2 separate regions of the Danio rerio genome follow, and region 2 is linked to region 1. A link is a contact called in public Hi-C data. All regions are on one chromosome and are shown on one strand. Each heading gives the region's core, a stretch centred on a gene start, on an enhancer-like site or on the middle of the called end of the contact. The rest is flanking DNA. Distances are from core to core; before and after follow the strand shown.

Region 1 (6,311 bases), core at 2,037-4,536:
AGTAAATAGCGCTTTTCCGCCTAGCCTGCTTTACGTGGTGAAACTACCACGAAGGTGGTTTTATATTCAAATTGGTTCATTTTTGAACAATGACAACCTGTGACGCACTCCCTATATTGTTTATAATGCTACTCTGAATATTCGCTCTGAAATAGCATGGAAGTATGGCTTATTGCTAAGTGTAATTCCTGCATGCTGTTGGATCTGTCATGTCACAGTGTGCGCGTTCGTGATTTCAGGAGGTGTGGCTTTGGACAGCAGGGAGGGACTATGTTTTAAAGATAATATGCTAACCGGTTAGCATTTTGGCAGATCACCTACTGCACCTTTAAATGAGAAAATAGTGTGGGGGTGGTTGGGATTTTTCAACTGGAAACTGGTTGGCCACCATCCTCTATAATAAACTTTATAATAATAAACTTTAATTGCAGCTACCAGAGTTCTTACCTGGTCTAGAAAATATGACTATATCATTCCAATTTTACACTCGTTGCCAGTTAAGTTTTGTATGGATTATAAAATATTGTTTCTTACCAACAAAGCTTTAGATCAGGGATGCCCAAACCCGGCCCAGGAGGGCCAGTGTCCTGCATATTTTAGTTCCATCCCCAATTAAATACATCTAAATTAGCTAATCAACCTCTTCTAGGTATATCAGAAACCTATTAAACCGGGGAGGTGTGTTGAAAGAAGTTGGAACAAAACTATGCAGGACACCGGCCCTCCAGGATCGAGTTTGAACATCCCTGCTTTAAATAATCTAGCTCCTGTTTATCTAACCAACCTTCTGTTTTGCAACAATCCAACCCTCTCTTTAAGATCTCAAAACTCAGAATCGCAAAGTCTACTAAAAAAGGTCGAGCATTCTCATTTATGGCTTCTAAACTCCTTCCTGATAATGTCCGAGGCTCAGGCACACTTTTTTTATTCACTTTCGTCAATTGGTGAAGTTTGTTCCTCACCACTGGCTTGCTTGGCTGGGACTTGTGGAGGTGCACATGGATTGATTTGCTCTTTTGTGTTTGGACTGTGCTTGCAAATGAAACCACACTGAACTGAACTAAACTGAACTTCAATGCTGAAAACTAGACTGACACAGTTTCAGTTTACTAGAATGTTTACGTTAAGCTGCTTTGACACAATCTACATTGTAAAAGTGTAATAAAAATAAAAATTAATTGAATTGATTGGATGTAGTAAAGTAGAAACAGACACCTCCTCCTCACCATTTCTGTTATCATAGCGCATAGTCAAAACTGACAGTTAAAGGGTTGTGGTTAAGTTAGCTTCACCCAATACCTCAGACAGATGTAAAAAATTAACTGAAAACAAACAGGAAGTGCTTTTTTTTTAGATTTCAACTTTAGATTACAAGGCCAAGCAATTGTTTTTTTACACAAATGAATTGTTTACAACAAAACAAGCTAACAAAATCAATACAGTTAGATTTAATGTCATGTGTACGTTAAAGCAGAATGCGAAAGAGCTCCAATTCTGAAGTATCAAAGACGTACCTAATAAAACAGCCGTTGTAGCCCATATAAAATATACATACAGGAATAGTGCATAATGATACCGTGAAAATCGCATGTACTGTAGAATTAATAATATGAATATAATCCTGGTGTGATCATCTGGCTGTCTTTCATTTATGCATCATTTGATCAATTCCATGCACATGTCAACCTTGCCGTGAAGAAAATAATGTTTTCACCAAAATAGCGAAACCTTTTCTAGGTTTTTTGTGTAGGCTTGTATTTTACAATACTGTAAAAGTACGCATAAAATATCTCTGTCAATGTTTTCAATATAAACTTTCATAACAAAGTTTTTACTAATAAATGCAAAAATGTGAAGTAAAATAAAATCAATCATTTTTGTTCTATAGTGAGCCTTATAATAAATGTTATTTCTTTAAGGTTGTTCTGTGTAATTTAAATGTAAATTTATTTACTTACTAGCAGTGAAGGAGAAGCCCGACTAGAAAAGTTGATTCCATTCATTTCATCTCATGAATCAAATCAATCAAGTCAGTACACTGTGCATGTGATAAATGACACAAAATAATTGTTCAAAATTCGTAAAACTTCAGAATTTCGTAGGCAACCTCCAAGAATTGAACCTCCAGAATCCACCTTATCCTGATCCCCAATAACATTGAAGTTGGTAACAACTCTGTACTGATGGATGAATCTGCAAGTAAAACAGGTTTTAACACAAGCATCAACCAGGTGCTCTTGATTTACTTTAGTGTTTACAAGGTTTTTGGAATCATAGAAGGGTTTCTGCTTAAGGGTTTCTGCTTTCTGCGGTATTCACATGGCACACTCTAGTCTTATTTTTACAATCTTCTGTATTAATTACATAATCAAAATCAGAAGCTTGACAAGCCGTGATATACGGACAAGAAAATTTAGCCTGAAAAGATAAACCAACCACAGGCAGCAGAGCAGGAAATTAATCACCAGATTGAAATGAACACACTTCAGTATGTCGATCACTAATTTGTTTCATTCGATCTTGCGCTTTGCTCAAAGAGGATTTTGCTAGTTGACATGCTTCAAATATTCACTCGCATATGATAGAACATTTTCAGGTGGATCAGTTTGTTTTCAATGTGCAGACAAAACAAATAAAGGACCATGTACGTTGTGTTAAAAAACGATCATTAGGATTAAATCCAGTGCTTTCCTGAGATGCTTCACAAGCAGACACGATGAACCAAGGCAGTCTAGCTTCCTAATCCCTACCCATTTGTACACAGTATGACCTCAGCAGCACAGACTTCAATGTTTGATAAATTTACAGTTGTACTCCGTAAACTTGCATATTTTGTTATTTACATTCATAACGCATGCTTATTTTCCTCATTTAAAATATAAAAGATGTTTTCAGATTGATATTTTGTCTTATCCCATAACTCTTTGGTTAGTTGTTTTGTAAAATATAAACAGATCTTTCAACATAATGTTAACGTATACTTTCTCTGTGTATTTATGTTGTAAGTTTTTACTGCAAATGTCACATCCATAACGCTGGAATTGCTTGTTTCTAGTTGAGAGACATTTGAAACCTACTCTATCAGTGTGATTCACAGAGCCTAATGGACGACACCATGAGGAAAGCAGCACTTAAGACAAGAGGAGCCAGCTAAATAGGTAGCACAAAGGACTGTTTTTCACCATAGCATTATGTAAGTGGTGCAGTTTTGATGGCTGGTGCAGGCGTTCTGGCAGATGAGCAGACGGAGACGCAGGCCAGGCCCTTAGGAGAGCTGACTTGGGTGGGAAGGAATGGAAATGCTCTCCAAGGAGCTGCAAGTCTGTAGTTTCGATGTCCCTCCCACTTACATCAGTGCAGCCTGTAAGTTTTTCCACCCTTTTTTGAACAAACTGTGTCTACACTGAACATGGTAAACACTGGTGTTCATTAGTTAAAAAAATAGTTCACTCACAAATGAAAATTTACTCAATTGTTTACTCAATTGTTATAAATCTTTATGAGTGTATTTCTTCGCTTGAACACAAAATGAAGATATTTTAAAGAAAGATGAAAACCTTTAACTAATGGCTTCCATAGTAGGAAATCGAATACTATGGAAGTCAATAATTACAGTTTTTTTAGCAACATTAAAACATTGTCGTTTAATTTCAAGAGAAGAAATAAACTTAAACAGGTTTGGAACAAGTGAAGGATGAGTAAAAAATAGCAGAACTGTCTTTTTTAGGTGAACTGTCTCTTTATTATGTATCATTTTGTGTGTTGCGTAAAATTCTGTCGTTATTTACTTCCCCTAACTTGTGCCAAACCTTTATAAGTTTCTTTCTTCTGTTGAACACAAAAAGAAGATATTTCAAGGAAAGCTGGAAACCTGTAAGCTCTCACAATTACCAGCAATCAAGAATAACACATTTGTCGATTTAATGAACTACAACTCCAATCATGCACCTCAGACACACCAGTTTCTGATTCCCCCCGATTACACGATGGAAGGTCATGATGGACCAATCAAATAAACCATACAGCAGACACACACACACACACACACACACACACACACTCACACACACACGCACACACGCACGCACGCACTGACACACAGGGGCTGTTTCCTCCTGCTTTAACCATTACCTGCCAAGTTAATAAACAACATTTGGACCCTCACCCTGACCAGTTGTTACAAAACCATTGACATTTATAGCATTTGCTTTACCCACAATAGATTTTAATGGTTACAGGTTTCCAGCTTTCTTCAAAATATCTTCTTTTGTGTTTAACAGAAGAAAGAAACTCAAACTGATTTGTAACAAGTGAAGGAGGAGTAAATAGTGAGTAACTATCCCTTTAACACTCCATCAGGAGCACCTGTCAGCGTCACACACAGAAAAAAGGCTGATTAAAACTGATTTAAAGCAGGGTCAAAAACATTCACTAACAGATGTCGCCAGCTGTTTATGTCTCTGCTGGTTGCCTAATTGTTTCATCTGTTACATATTAAGAAGGACGCTGGCGTAGCCTAGTGGTTAAACACTTGAGATGGTAAACAAAATTGCTTTTGGTTCAAACCAGGTCAAAAATGAACACTCATGGGCCTGTTTGGTACTGTGTTGGGTAAATCAGTTGGTTATTTAATTAGGAACTTAAAAAAAAAAAATTATATATATATATATATATATATATATATATATATATATATATATATATATATATATATAAATATATATAAAATCTAATTATATAAGAGTGACAATCTGATCCTGCAAGACTTAGACATGATCATGTGCTGCATTGATAGCACTGTATCTCTGTTGCATCTAAAAAGGTATCAGCTTTCTCACAAATAATAATTGTTTGTTCTTTTTTAATCTTTTGTATTTTGGTTCTGCGTCAAAAAGGTTTGATTCAGTTTTTAGTTGATTTTAAAAAAAAAACAACTATTTTAACAATTATCTACCATTTGGAAATGCCATCTGATAAAATACATGGCCTTATAATCTACATTCGTTTACAGTATTTAAAAATTTTTAATCTACATTCGTTTCCATATTTAAAAAATGTATTATGTATTAATTACTATTCATTTCAATGCCATGTATTCTAATTTTAGTCTTGGAGTTTTAATTTAGTCTTTTGTTGTTTATTAATTGTAATGATGAAATTACGCTGCTCTGTCATTTTAAATAAAGAAGAAAAACAGGCCGTTTGGTTAGATTGTGAAAATTGTGTAAATGTCGCTTATTGGTCATTTGGCAGAGAGGTGAGTTTAATCAAAGACTATAGAATACACAAGACATGTCACTTATATAGTTTTGAATGGGACATAGTGTAACAGTCAATATGACGAATAAAGCCTCACCTACTAGTACAGGAGCCAATCATCGATTGCTATAGACTGATGTTTTTCCTGGGGAGAAGCTTGGACTAGGCGTGTGCTTTTATGACAGGTTTTATGGTCAGCAAACACACTGGAATCTCAGCCAATACTTGCGAATATATCCAAATAAAGCTTGAAATCTGTATTTTTAAACGAACCAACTACACTTGAAAACAAATGTTTGTAATCTGTATGAAACGAACACAAGATACAATGCATCCTATTAAATGCACATCACGTGACAGCAACTACTCAAATGCCCACAAACTTGTAAACAAAGTGTCATTGTCATTTCTGGAGAAAATTCGCCATCAAGACCAAGTTGTGAATTACTTAAAAAGACCAGCGTGATTTGATGTAGCATTATCCAGAGGATGATAATGTGTATATGTGCCATAAATGAGGTTGGTGTCGTGATCTTGTTCCTTTCGAATGGGCACACACATTAGCTCGGGCAACCTGAAAAAATGCAGATTTTGTTTGATTTGAACGTTTAGAAACTAAACTTATGAGACAGCAGTTGTTTCATTTTATTGGTGATTCCAAATATGTAATGTAGTCGTGAGCTTGGCAAACAGTTTTGGAGGATTCAATGTTTCCACATTCAGACAGAATGAGCACACAGCCAGAGAGTTGTTTAAAATATGTCCCCCTAGTAAAATGACATGTCCTAAAGGGACTCTGGTTTAATACAAACAACCAAAGAAATCCACAAGGAACATATAAAGTAGACTGGAAAATCACACATCAGCGAATGCTCCAACATACCAGACCAGACCAGATACTGAACACTAAGGGAACACAGGAGAAGTGTGTGATTTTGGATGCAGTAAAAGACTGGTGCTGTTTGACACTAATAAGGAAAGAAACAAAATCATAGACTACAGGAAATATTTACATGACTGTTAATATTCTTGCCATTAAAAAGTGTGACATG
Region 2 (6,311 bases), core at 1,107-3,606, 51 kb after region 1:
GCAGTGGGGGCGTCAGCAGAGCCTCTCTCTCTCAGACAGGACAGTGAAACAGCAGCACGGCACAATAACCTACTTCACTACACTGGGCCAGTGACTGAAGCACATGGACATTTTTGTGGCTTTTATGATTTAATTCCATCTCCAGAGTAGATGGAGCAAAAACACCCAGATTTATCATACAATTAGGCTTTATTAGACTACCACCACAATATATCAAACAAATAGAGTTAAGGTTTTTATAATAAAGTGAGTTTCCTCATAATCCACCTGATTTTGGTGTAAAAACACATTAAATAAACTGAGATATTTGATTCCTTCACCAAATAAATGCTTTATTCTGCTGTTTAAATGTCACTTATTAACTGATAATTTCTATGCAAAGACATTAACATGATCTCCAAAATGTGTGCCTACAATATGGCTATATATTAATAATATTAAAAAAAGTTATGAATAAATAAGCTCTCTTAATATCTGTTTAAATTGCCCTGTCTAAAATAAATCACATCTGTATGAAAATCAACCTACTGCAATTGTCCACCCATCTAACTATTTATTCATTGATTACATTTTAGATTTGTGATTCATTAAAATTTAAATAACATGAATTTATGATTTTTCCGGACATCAATAGTACTTCTAATATTGCTATTTTGACATCATTACTAAATGCATTATTATATTTGTGTATGCTTATTTATATGAATTAATATTTGTATTTTATTAATGCATACAGCATATGTGTACTATCAAAATCTTCTCAAGACATTGCCATACAAATAAAATAAAAAGAATAAAATTCAATAAAATATCTTCTTCCTGTCCACATTCCATGTGAAGACATTCAAAGCTAAAATAAGCCATAGTTGTGTAAAACCAACCTTTTTAACTGTCATTAACATTTTTTTTCTTTTAAACCGTACAAATTTATAACAATTAAATATATTCAATTCATATAAAGTAAATTAAATTAAATATGTGCTTTCTCTGTCCACATTTTATTCGTAAATGTGAGTCAATGCTATAATAAATCATAGTTGACTAAAATCAACCTCTTTTAACTGTTTTAAACATTTATTTCTTGTTTGTTTGTTTGTTTGTTTGTTTATTTGTTTATTGATTTTTCTTTTTTGAATTGTAAAATGTTCTAACATAAAATCAAATTATAATTTTTCCTGACATCAATAGTACTATAAATATTGCCATTTTAACATTATTACTAAATGCATTATTATATTTGAGTATGCTTATTAATAATATATATCTGTATATTATTCATGCATACAGTATCTAAGTAATATCAAAATCTTCTCAAGACATTGCAATACTAGTAAAATAATATAAAATAAAACTACAAAAACAAAAAAACAAATTAAATTACATTTAAAAATATGTGCTTTCTATGTCCGAATTCCATTAGTAAATGTGGGTCAACGCTAAAATAAATAATTGTTGTCTAAACTCAAAGTCTTTAAAATTTATTTAACATTGAATATCTTACACATTTATTTATTTATTTACTTTTTATTTTCTTTAACAGATAAATTTGTAAAAAAATAAATAATATGAAATTATGATTATTACAAAACTTATTTGCATTAAATAAATTATTTTCCTGATATTAATAGTTTTATTGATATTGCTGTTTTTGACATTAATAATAAATGCATTATCATGTGTATGTTAATTAATATTATTATGTATTTTTAACTAACGCATACAGTATTCTGTATAAGTACTATCAAAATCATTACAAGACATTAAAATGATAAAATAAATATAAACATTTTACTAAAATTAAATTAAATTAAATAAATCCGTGCTTCCTATGTCCACATTCTATGTGAAAAATAATTCTCAAAATCTAAAATAAACCACAGACACGGCAACCAACCTCTATAAATACCTGTCCAGCAGGGAACACCCCCTACATCCCAAGCACAAGAAAGCTCAATCCATCCCGTCACACCCCCCATCCATGAGCTCCAGCAGTGAATAAAAAGCCACTCACCAACATGGGTGATGATACAGTCCACCCTCTGCTGAAGCTCCAGTAGAGACATCTCCTCTTCCTCCTCCAACCTGCAGAGCATCTCAGGGTGCGAATGCTAGAACGCCTCAATCCTCCTCTCCTCTCTGCCCTGATTCACAAAGACCCGCAGCCACTCCCAGCCCGTGATGGAGGTCTCCGCGGGAGGACAGATCAAGCCGGCTCTTTTTTTTTCTGCAGTGCAGCTTTTTGTGATGTTAATGGTTCATTGTGAGTGTCTGCTGTTGATGCAGGGATGCTGGAGTCTTTGGTTTCTGTCCTGTCAGGCTGTTAGACTGTGTGTGTTTCACGCACCAGGAAGAGAATCAGAGAAGAGGAAACGGTACCTGCCTTCAGGGAGACACACAGAGATGAGCACGCAAAACCTGGAACAATGGAGTCAGTGGAATGGAGCTGTTAGGGAAAGAGGCAGGAGGGGATCTGTTGTGAAAGGTTTCAATGATTATATTATATTATTTTATATTATATTATATTATATTATATTATATAATGTATTATTTTATATTTATTATATTATATTTATTATATTTTATTATATTATATAATATTATATTATACTTATTATATTATATTATATTATAATATATTGTATTGTAATATATTATATTATATTATATTATAATATATTATATAATGTATTATATTATATTATATTATATTATATTATATTATATTATATTATATTATATTATATTATATTACATTATATTAAAAATTGGTAATATTTAACTTTATACTATTGTTATTTAGATGAAAATGATTTTTAATAATTTGGAAGAAAATAAAGTATATTTTATTATCCATTTCATATTTTATAATTAATAATTCTATTTTGATACATTTGATACATATACATACATACACATACATATATACAAACATACATACAATATAATATATCAAAATATATACAATATTCAATTTAAATGAAAACAAAATTCAATTTATAATTTATTATTTTTTTATATTATATTTTATTGTAACAGAGTTAACTCATTAACAAAGGTTCGGCAGCGGGACCATGCCTCATTTTACATCCTTAACCAATCACCTACTCCCTATTTAAGGCAGACCAGCCCTCCAGCACCGTTCTTCTTGTTTTCCCGAACCCACCCTCCCTCCCTTGGTTTCCTTGCTTGCCATTAACAATCCTATAACTCTCTCTTCCCTCCGAGGTTGAATCGGGGGCTGCTAATCACTCCAATACCAAAATATTACAGTGACAGTACCCGCACTCTTAGTCTCTGGGCATCACCGTAGGATGCCCGATTACCCTACTTATCTGTTTACTATTTAACCTCCTCCCTTCATCCTACTGTTTCCTTACCATCCTTTTTATCCCTAAAAAAATGTCTAGCTTAAAGTGTGGCATGCTGGTGAAATTATATATTTAAAATACTGTTATTACATAATATTGTATATTTTTCATTGTTAATGTTTAACTTTATACTATTATTTAGATGTAAACTGTTTTTATTATTCATGTAGAAAATAATGTATATATATTTTTTATTAGTTTATTATTAATAATGCTATTTTGATACAATATTTGCATATATTATATATACATATATAATATTGTTCTACAGGTAAAAGATATTAACATTGTGTGTAACAATGTTAAACAAAATATTATATTATATTGCTTAGTTTTACCCTATCCATTTATTAAAATATTAAGCGCATAAAATAGTAAATTTGTTATTAATTGTGATAAAAACTTCTACTATTTTTATACATTAATCTCATATGAAGTATAATTATATTATACATACTATCACTATATAGTATGTACATTTTTAACAAATATTATTATGTATTGTTTGAAAAAAAAAATTTTGAATATTGAATGTTTAAACTATTTACTTTCAATGTTTCCTTATTGTTTTGAAATATTAGGCATTGTATAATTAAAATTTTAAAATTTATAAATATTCATTCAATTAATAATAATAAAAATCAATAATAATAATAATGTAATATTGTGCTTTTTATTTACTGCATATTTAAATACATTAATTAACATTATTATTGCTATTAACATAACTTTGATAAATGCTTTAATGCCCCATTATGCATGTTTAATGGTCCTATATTTACTTACAGTTGTTGAGGAACAGCATCAGCAGGACTGAGCTGGGCTCCTCTCCACATTTTGACGTGAGCTGATGAACGGCTATCATCTTACTTGACGACATCGCCCTTGGGAACCACATCATCTCCTTGGAAACACTCAGTGATGAGACGCCATCTGTGCTCCTGCCATAACATCTAAACTTATTACGCTCATACTCTTTAAAAGTGTTTTAAGATTAATTATCAATAATACCGAGTGAGTTTTTATGATGTCTTCATTATTCATATTTAATATAAATAATTTAAACATTGTTTTCTATTAAAGATGCTCAGCTCCTTTTACAGTATTAGTCAAATCAATTAAATAAAGTCTAGAAATCGAAAGACAGGCTGAAATCGTCGTCTTATATGTTGAGATGACTGTAATATGTATCGTCGCCTGATTTAGGGAAGAATAAATATTGACCTACTAAAGTTTCACCGGCATATGGCGCTGTAGGTCAATTTACTAATAAACTAAACGGGGATTGCGCTGCAGCGCCGCCTGCTGGACACATGAGCAGGACATTTATGTAGAAAGGTCGCCATCTATTGGCAATACTGAGCAAACGCTGTTGTGGTTTTCACTGTTGTGATTGACTTGAAATAATATTGTATACCCCAGGGGTGTTCCTGGAGAGTTTAGCTCCAACCCTAATCAAACACACCTGAACCAGCTATTCAAGCTCTTACTAGATATACTAGAAACTTCCTGGCAGGTGTGTTGAAGCAAGATGGAACAAAACTCAGCAGGACACTGGCCCCCAGGACCGAGTTTGGACACCCCTGGTATAGCCATGTAGTATATAAAAATATCACTACATCTTCAGTGCAGTGATCTGATAATTACTTCATAAAAATAAATCTTTAAAAAATGTATCTAAATTCTTCATATATTTTTTTAATAATTATATAAATTTGCTGTTACAAAATTGACAACAAAATGAGTTACAAATTGGTACTTGAGATCATGAAAATATCACCATTATTATTTTGAAGAGTTGTTGAAAGCTAGTATTTTTCCAAATTTTTTTCCAATAAAATATTTTAAATGATTAAATTAAATAAATCAGTCAGTCAATAGTTTGTTTATATATTTATCTCCACAATAGTTAATCCCACATAAAACAAAATAGGAATTGAAAATAAATACTATAGTGTTTTTCAACCAGACAGTAATGTACTTAAATTATTCTGTTGTGACAATTTTATAGTTTATGTGCTAATATTACAACTATAGTATCATAAACAAATGACCCAATACTTTACTAAGCTTTCTACAACTGTATACATTATACTTCAATTCACAACAATTTACTGTAGTAGAAACTAAAGTTTACTACTGTATGTATCCGATCACTACTTAATACTATGTAGCATTCATTTAACAAAAAAAAAGGTAAATATTATAATATATGCAGTAAAATGCATTTTCATATGTTGTGCTTTAATAAAAAAAAATACACGACTATAGTATTTTATTCATGTGAAAATGTGGCCAGATTGATGAAAAGAAATAAAGTGGTCAATAAATGACTGACATCACACATGGCATCTATACAAAAAGCTGTGACCATATACTTTATGTACTGTGTGTGTTCTTTAATAGTGGGACTTTTCATATGTGCATGATGAGTTTTTATACTTGATCATCAACAGTAAACTACAAAAAAGCTAATTTCATTCCGTTACAAATAAAAAAAAATTAAATGAGTAAACATATTTTGCTGTATTTCTGTATTATTATAGTATTATCATCAAAGTTTTGCTTGCTAGTTTGCTCGTCTTTTTATTTGTTTGTTTCTGTGAGAGTAGAAATGTCATCAACTTCCAAGCTGTATGTTTATGCTTTTGGACATGGGTCTTTAAGCCTTTTGTTAGCTTTAACATTTTGTAGCTGTATTTTTTGTATTATTATTATCGATATTTGATAGTTTGTTTGTTTGTGTTGTTTTCGTAGGTGTCATCAACTTCCAAGCTGTATATTTTTGATTTTGGACGTTGGTCTTCGGGCATTTTGTTAGCTTTTAACAATTGTTAGGCTTCATATCACTTTAAATACGTTGGCCTACAGTATGTGTTTCTCTAAAATGAAGTTAAATTCAATTTATGACCGAGTCACCGGAAATCTCAGAACATTTAAAAT

The links. A called contact is a pair of places that touch in the nucleus more often than the background predicts.
Region 2: a Hi-C map of fibroblasts shows a contact between it and region 1, with 3 times the contacts expected there. The contact joins the promoter of mcf2l2 here to the enhancer-like site in region 1. A contact is called at or near these places in 5 of 18 Hi-C or Micro-C datasets (caudal fin, embryo, fibroblasts and 2 more) and 1 of 4 datasets of contacts at active chromatin or transcription factors (caudal fin).

The regions. Positions count from the first base shown.
Region 1 is chr11:10,966,130-10,972,440 of GRCz12tu, forward strand. The region is part of intron 2 of mcf2l2 (MCF.2 cell line derived transforming sequence-like 2); the gene reads right to left. Among named protein-coding and RNA genes, the nearest start is that of mcf2l2, 51 kb to the right of the region's middle. Within about 2 kb of position 3,287, at least 6 of the 62 cell types and tissues checked have an H3K27ac peak or open chromatin away from gene starts, as enhancers often do.
Region 2 is chr11:11,017,785-11,024,095 of GRCz12tu, forward strand. mcf2l2 (MCF.2 cell line derived transforming sequence-like 2) reads right to left here and starts at 2,357. Exons shown (of 29, transcript XM_073916431.1): 1 at 2,012-2,357. The coding sequence starts at 2,093. It overlaps LOC141376544 (a long non-coding RNA gene), which reads left to right and starts at 2,028. Exons shown (of 2, transcript XR_012387037.1): 1 at 2,028-2,482; 2 at 4,157-6,311.